2 separate regions of the Columba livia genome follow, and region 1 is linked to region 2. The links are chromatin contacts, called in public Hi-C maps. All regions are on one chromosome and are shown on one strand. Each heading gives the region's core, a stretch centred on a gene start, on an enhancer-like site or on the middle of the called end of the contact. The rest is flanking DNA. Distances are from core to core; before and after follow the strand shown.

The links. Hi-C and Micro-C count contacts between places; a contact is called where the count stands out from the background.
Region 1: a Hi-C map of crop shows a contact between it and region 2, with 5 times the contacts expected there. The contact joins two enhancer-like sites. A contact is called at or near these places in 2 of 2 Hi-C or Micro-C datasets (crop and liver).

Annotation. Positions count from the first base shown.
Region 1 is chr1:21,817,645-21,821,836 of bColLiv1.pat.W.v2, forward strand. All of the region lies in intron 10 of MIPEP (mitochondrial intermediate peptidase), which reads right to left. Among named protein-coding and RNA genes, the nearest start is that of MIPEP, 20 kb to the right of the region's middle. Within about 2 kb of position 2,372, at least 1 of the 3 cell types and tissues checked has an H3K27ac peak away from gene starts, as active enhancers do.
Region 2 is chr1:21,633,669-21,637,827 of bColLiv1.pat.W.v2, forward strand. No RefSeq gene overlaps it. Among named protein-coding and RNA genes, the nearest start is that of SACS, 10 kb to the left of the region's middle. Within about 2 kb of position 2,438, at least 3 of the 3 cell types and tissues checked have an H3K27ac peak away from gene starts, as active enhancers do.

The sequences.
Region 1 (4,192 bases), core at 1,122-3,621, 180 kb after region 2:
TTTCTTCTAACCCTTCTTAGATACTTTGACTTAGAATTTAAAAAAAAATCAAGAATTAAAAGTAGTCCCTTTTATTGTCATAGCGAAAGCAGAAGGATCTTCTTTTCTTCATTGTTGTACTTCTCTGTCTTTCACAGTTTTGGATGTTTATTAGTTTATTAGACTGAGAAGTACAACAATGAACAAAAGAAGATCCTTCTGCTTTTATTCTACCTTAAAACATATTTGAATAACATAATTCACACTGAACATCTGATTTTAAACACCAAAGCATCTGTATTTGTAACAAAGCTCAGGAAAGAATGAAAACTTTCTTATGTACTTTTGTGTCAAAATGTGAGCTCAGAAACTTTACAAAGAGAAATCTTAGTACCCTCCTAAAGAAAGCAGAAATATCAAAGAAAACAGTAGTTTCTTTGATGTAAATTCCTGCTTTATATTAAAGGATAAACTATGTTTAAAAATCCAGACACCTTACTTTTACAGTATACTATTTTTAAAAGAAGTAATGTAGCTAAACCAATTTAAAAATCAATTTTAAAAAGAAGTTAACTGACACAATGAGGTTTGGTTATTCTTCAAGAACAGCAAGCTTCCAACAAAAAGGCTGTGTCCTTGTGAAGAACAAAGATGTAGTATGTCATTACAAATAATTATTTCTAAGCTTGTATGACTTCACTGAGTCTAAATAAAATCCAGACTTCTAAAATCACTTTCATTTAAGCTGTACATTTGGAAGGAAACTGAGACAGTTTTGTGTAGCATGACTTTTATCTGTTCTATTAAGAACGCTTTTTATAAACTTGGACATGCGGGATATTTGAGTAAGGATCATTGTTCTTCAGAACATGTGCATTCAGACTCTTAACAATCACAAATTAGCTGCTTGGCAAGAATTCTTATCAGTGGTTATTATATGCAGTCTCTGATATATCCTGACTCTTTTTTTTTGGTAGTAGAATTATTATGCTGTTGGCATCCATGAAAATATAGAACACTAAATTAACTATCTAAAACAGATTCTCTTAAAACTTTCAAAGAAACTTGAAAAAATCTTGTTACTGGAAGATAAAAGTGAGATGAACCCCTCAGGTTAACTTAAAGAGATCAAGACAAGGAAAATCCCTTCCAATTTTCATTACATGCCAGACTATGAAATTTAATTCTTTACCTGAAGGGAGACTCTTAACCATGATTTATAGAAGACTCTGGATTTCTTAAAAATAATAATAATAATAATAGAAAGCCTTTGTACTCTCATCAACTGTAAACTAGCACCTGTATCTCACATTCCTTTTTTCTTTCTGTTAATTGTACTTCATGGAATATTTTGGAGGAGGTCAGGGGGTAATTCAGAATATCGGTTCGGTATTGACACTGTACGCAACTTTCAGATTTGACTTTGTTTTCAAATCATCAAGAATTTCTTTGTCCTTCCACAATGTTTTGAACAAAGAAATAATTCATGAAACCTGAATTCTGCTTCACATCAAGACTTTTCAATAACTTTCAGGTTTTCCTCCAAAAAGCTTAGTCCACTAGCTTAGTGACTGGTAAATTAAATGGACTTTTTGCACATCCATTAGCTGATTTAATAGAAAGCATACCTTCCCTTCTTTATAAACAGTTACAGAAAGTTCTTCTCTATGAGCACTTTGGTTGAATGATTTTCTGGTTCTTTTTAAACTTTGCACTATTGTTTCACTTCAGCTTTCAATTCAAACAGAGTGACAGTTTTCTCACATATTCCACAAAGGGTCTGAGTTATTTTTCCATGGGCTGTTTCCAACACAGAGCACTCTTTCGTAAAACTAAAAATAATGTAACAAAAAGCAGCCATAAACAAGTTTGTTTACAAGTAACTTGCAAATCTCCACATTAGTCGCAGCTCTTAGCAACTTTAGAAACATCCAGAGTCATGTTTAGGTCCCTCAGTACTGTCCCTAGCCCTCGGACAAAAGTGCTGCCCCCTCACCCTGAAGCTGGCAGCCCATGTATAGTCCCAGCAAGAAGGGAGATGAGTTATTCCTAATTTCTGATCAGATGGTCACCCCAAGATCCAAAACACCTAAAGCTGCTGTGGTGGCTTCTTTTTCCTACACAGCAGGAAATTGGTTTATTTTGGCATTGATTTGTTCATCTCCATGGCCAGTCTTATTTATTTCTGCAGTCCCAAGAAGACAGACCAGCACAGAGCGCAATACCCTGTGAGAACATCCCAGCTGCAAGCTGAATAGAGTCTTTGACATTTTGGCAAAAATCCCAACAGTAGATCATAACCAGTGAAAACAGCCCAGCCTGGTAAGCACCAAAAGTTTGGGAAACAGGAGTCAACACCAAACACACTGAGCTCACCACTGACCATTGTCAATAAAGCTCTGTGTCTCTGTCAGAAGTGGCCTAAGCACAGTCAATCCACCTTCACAGTAAATAGCTGACCTCAAAAGGTCTCTTCCAGATTTTTTCAGCAAGGCTACAACACCTTTGCAAGCTGCATAACTGCAGCTGCACTTACTGAGACATAATAGGATTTAATTAATACTATGTTACTTGCCTACACTAAAAACTCAGCAGTATTATTTTTATAATATACATATGAGACACTTTCTTACTTGTTAAAGGCTGAAGCATGTTCTAGCATTGACTGTTTTATGACCCTAGCCTGCCAAAATTCTTGCGGTTCTTCTAATTACTCTATCTTCTTTTAAGACAGTACTACCATGAATTTCAGACTTCTGTCTCCAGTTTCTCTTAAATGTGCATTTACACTGACGTCTGTTTTCTCTACCACTCAAACTTAGCTACAAAAACATTACACTGTCATAAGTGTGGGTTTAAAGCCAGAGAGGCTACTTAAGATAATTTAACAAAAAAAAAAAAAGAAAAAGAAAAAAGAAGTAAACTATCCTGTTACCATCAATGGGAGGCTTATGCTTTTGAAGTAGGATCAAGTTTCCAAGGAAAAACTTGGTGAAAGCTGACAGAAACAAAATTACTGCGGTTCATAGGGAAAAACATACCCTGTGAATTAAGTCTGGAGCTCCTCCTGCTGTTCAACTTGCAGAACAGCAGAGATGGTCAGTAACAACTGTAGAAGCAGAGTGAAAATAAAGGCAACCTGGTATGACAGCAAGTGTCATTAAAATTCAAGTTCAAATGCATGTGAATATCCTACATTCTTCAGAAGTAAATATCCAGCTCTTAGAACTAATTATGAGGAATCTAACAAAGGATTTGTTTCCTTAGTCCTGTTCTAATACTGAATAAATACATATTTAGAATAAAAAAATATATAAATACATTTGACCTATACAGCATATAGATATAAAATAGACACATTAAAATATGTCATGAATATCAGTGTCATTTGAGATAAACTGATGTAGCTGTTTAAAAAGAGGAGGTAAAAGATGACAGCAGGATCACATTGTCCAACATTTGCTCACAACATTTCTGTTTGAAAACACGCTCACACAGACCAAAACAGGAATCAGGAAACCTTTTTCAACAGACATAGACACTGTCCCATACTAGAACATTGCTAAGTTACTTCATCAAGAACTAAACCCCTGTAGTCCCTTGCTTTATATGTAGGTTTGTAATGACAATTTGCATCTTACGCGCCTGACAGTACCTCGGAAACTATGGTTCTGTACAGCAGCTGGAGCCATGGTGACAATGCTAGTGCAAAAGCAATACTCAAAAGCATACATCTGCTTCCCTTTCAACAAAAACATTTTACTAAGCAGAAAAAAAACCTCCTAGCAATATAGACATCCACCACACAAACTGGTCCTGAGCCCCAAAACACAACAGAAAAAAGTGTAAGCCACGTGCTGCACACAGCACCACTACAAATATGACTATGGCATTTCTGCAGAAGACATAAAGCTAAAAGTAAATTTCTTCCCAAAAAGAGAATCCCTTGAAGAACAAAATAAATAATCTATTAAACAAAGAATAGTAAGAATGGGAGAAATGCATGACATTTCTTGTTTGAAAACATATTTTGTCTTTCCATGATGCAAAAACACAAAATAAAAAAGGATACAATACGTAAAAAATAAATTAGATAATTAATTTATTTTATAAATAAATAAAATGTAACATGATAAAAGTTAAAAAAAAAAAAAGTAAAAATTATTTTCAAGGAAAAAAAAGGAAAATAACATCACTTTTCCTCTAGAGACAC
Region 2 (4,159 bases), core at 1,188-3,687:
GGGCCCAGAACTGGACACAATATTCCAGGTGTGGTCTCACCAGGGCAGAGAAGAGGGGAAGGAGAACTTCTCTCGACCTACTAACCACCCCTCTTCTAATACACTCCAGGATGCCATTGGCCTTCCTGGCCACAAGGGCACAGTGCTGGCTCATGGTCATCCTGTTGTCCACCAGGACCCCTTCCCCTACACTGCTCTCTAATAGGTCATTCCCCAACCTATACTGGAACCTGGGGTTGTTCCTGCTCAGATGCAGGACTCTACACTTTCCCTTGTTATATTTAATTAAATTTTTCCCTGCCCAACTCTCCAGCCTGTCCAGGTCTCACTGGATGGCAGCACAGCCTTCTGGCATGTCAGCCACTCCTCCCAGCTTGGTGTCATCAGCAAACTTGCTGATAGTACACACTCTATTCCCTTATCCAAAGCATTGATGAATATATTGAATAATACCGGCCCCACTACTGACCCTTGAGGCACTCCACTAGATACAGGCCTCCAACTAGACTCTCCCCCGTTGACCACAACTCCCTGGCTTCTTTCCTTCAGCCAGTTCACAGTTCACCTCACTACCCAATCGTCCAGACCGCACTCAGTCAGTTTAGCTGTAAGGATGCTGTGGTAGACTGTGTCAAAGGCTTTAATGAAGTCAAGGTAGACCACATCCACCACTCTGCCATCATCTATCTACCTCATTACGTCCTCATAAAAGGCAATGAGGTTGGTCAAGCATGACTTCCCCTTGGTGAAGCCATGTTGATTGCCCCTAATGACCCTCTTATCCTTGATATGCCTTGAGATGACACCAAGAATAAGTTGTTCCATCAGTTTCCCAGGGATGGAGGTGAGGCTGACCGGTCTATAGTTACCCAGGTTCTCCTTCTTGCCCTTTTTGAAGACTGGAGTGACATTTGCTTTCTTCCAGTCCTCAGGCACCTCTCCCATTTCCCAAGACTTGGCAAAGATGATGGAGAATGGTCTAGCAATTACCTCAGCCAGCTCCCTCAGCACCCATGGGTGCATCCCATCTGGACCTATGGATTTATGGATGTCCAGATTGCCTAATTGCTCCCTAACCCAGTCCTCATCAACTAAGGCAGACTCCTCCAAAGTCCTGACTTCCTCTGGGGCCTCAGGAGTATGATTTCTCTACAGTGTTCTTGTAAGTGACTTTGGATTAATTCATACTCTCAGTTTGCTTACCATTACTGGAATCAGATCCACTTTATCACAATATAGCATCTTTCAGGCTTGCCAGTTCCTCATTCAGGAGCTCCACCAGTGTTAATGGAACATGTGTTTTGGTGGACTTAGGTATTACACTCACATGAGATGTTGAAGCAGACACAGCTCATTTGTCCTGTGCTCTGAACCAAAAGCCATTTAGCTGTGATTAGCACAATCCTGATCCCAAGCTATTGAGCTCTAGTGGGAGGCAAAGTTTATTAACTTAGGCTGGATGTCACATAAACACTTGGGGCAGGGAAACAGCTCATGTTGGTCTGACAAAATCACATAGCCATATCAATGCATGCACGGATCTATTTCTAATCAAATTTTGCAGATGACACCAGACCGGGAAGATCAGTAATACACTTGAGAGCAGGAAATTCAGAGGAACCCAAACAGGCTGCAGGAATGGTCCAGTCTTATGAAATTCAAGGACAAAGGCAAATCCTGCTCCTAGAAAAAAAGAGCCACTGGCACTGCATAGGATGATTCTGCCTGGCTGGGGGCAGCTCTGTGGAGAAGACCCTGGGCATTGGTGGGCAGCAAGATGGGCATGAGCCAGCAGTGACCCTGGCAGTAATGAAGGCCAACAGGATCTTGGGCTGCGTGAACAGGACCAGAGCCAGAGAACGAGAGAAGTGATTATCCCTTTCTACTCAGGACTCATTAGACTACATCTAGATTACTGCATCCAAATATGAGGCCCTGAATACAGGAGAGACATTGACTAACTGGATGGAGTTCAGCAGAGGCCACCAAGATGGTGGGGGCTGAAGCACTGGCCCTATGAGGAGAGACTGGGGGAGCTGGGCTTGTTCAGTCTGGACAGAGACAGAAAAGTATGACTCTTTATGCAATATGTTTTTAAAATATAGGCCGGTACCCAAGTTTAAACCAGCACTGACATCAATTAGTGTTCGCCGTATTAATTTCTTGTTGTTAGTTCTCACTTGTGTTGACTTTTTCACTTCCACTCGACTTCACCTGTGAGCAGAGTTCTGCTCTAGGTGTCAGGGAGAACAGGACCGGGGTTGCTGCCCCGATTTCCACCACGAGAGGTCCCCCCAGCCCCGTCGGTGGGGATCGGGCCGGGCGGGGCGCGGCGGCTGCGGGCACCCGGGCAGGGCTGCGCTTCGGTTTGGGCACCACCGCTCACCGCGGCCGGGGGGAGCTTCAGCAAGACACTTAGTGACCCTTGGGTGTCTAAAATTAAGCTAAGCACCTTAAATGTGAGACTTGACTTTTCTGCTCCCTCCCGCCCCCCAATTAATTGCGTTGGGAATAAGAAGAGGCTGCAGGAAAATATCCAGCAGAGAGCAGAGTCTGCTCGCAGCTTGTCTCCAATACTGTGTGGTTGTGCTTGGAGTTCCTTCACACAAGAAGGTATTTTAAATGATGGTATTTGCAAATTCCTGTCTCATAGTCTCATGGTTGCATTTATATCACCCCAAAGACTGACATTAGATATGTTGTTCTTTTAATAGGTAGTAAGTTAAAAAATAATAACGAAACCAGAACTAGAAAAAATGGTATTGACCAAATATTCGGAATAACTCAAAAATATTCTGTCTCTGATGAGACTTCAAATAAACCAACTACTGGCAGTTCCCTCCAGAGTTACTTTTAAAATTATAATGGAAGTGTAGATTTCTGGGTGCCATGAGAGACCCGAGCAAATTGACGTTGTTATACCTTCTTTTCACACAGCACTTGCCATTTGCTTTTGCTGCAGCATATTCTGAGCTGTGTTTTGGTAGGCATCCAGATGACTTCAGGCTTGGGTGTGCTTCAGCCAAATTGTTAATATGAGTAATGATTCACGGTAGTGAAAGTGACACGTATCTGTGCAATATTCATCAACATGAAAGAACGGTGCAGGTGGCAGCATATTAGCCACCCTGTTAGTTTTGATGAGTGCTGCATCTCAATGGTTGTCACACATCTTTTTCTATTTTTTTTTTTTTCAAATTGAAAGTTGTGTGAGAGACCAACTGGTTGCACATTAATCACTATTGCAGAAGGGAATGGTGAGGAACAGGTTGGCCTAGTTGTACAGTTAGAAAGAACCAGGGGCTAAATTGGGCAAAACTCTGTCCTAGCTTTAATCCAACAAAGCATGTGTTTAAGTTCATAAGCGATTCGTTGACATCAGTATGGTTATTCTTATGTTTGAAATTAAGCACCTGTAAAAATACCATACAAGATTGGACCTCTCCCTTCAATACCCTCAGAGTGTTTACACAACAGTGCCCTTTGTAGTGTCAGAAAATCTGGTTCCTCAGCTTCCTTTGCCTGCAGTGATACTGCATAATGTGAGAAGCAGGTCATTTTGGGCCTGGTCCTACTGTGAGCTCCACTTAGACATAAAAGCTGTAGAGAGACTGTATAGCCCAAGTCTCTTAAAGCCTGTTTGCACCAACTGCAGTGATGAATCTGGGCTCCTGTCGCATCACCAAACTGAGCCTCAACCTATGGCAAAACAACTTCAGTCTGGTAATTCACATCACTGCTGTACCAGGGCAACAGCTTTAGCTTGCATAAAACTTTCTGCAGTGCTTTGTCACGACAAAATGCCCGGTTTACTTACAGTCTCCAAAATTCTGAAAGTGACTTTTGATTAGGATATTGTAAGAATACAGTCCAGTAGACTTACATGTTTGTTTTCCTAAGCTTCCTAAAAATCTTGCTTAATTCCCAGATGGAAAATGGTCTCTAAGTATATAGCACTGTTACCAAGTGAAACTGCTGAATTAGCTCAAGTATGAATGTATGATGCCTCAGTAACATACCTCAGCAATGTACTGCAATACACAAAGCAGAATACATGTATTTGCATGCAGCTAATCATAAACGCTTATGATTTACCACTGGATGACCTGGGGGGGAAATGAAGTAACCTTCTAAGTGACTGATTAGAAGGGAAAAATGT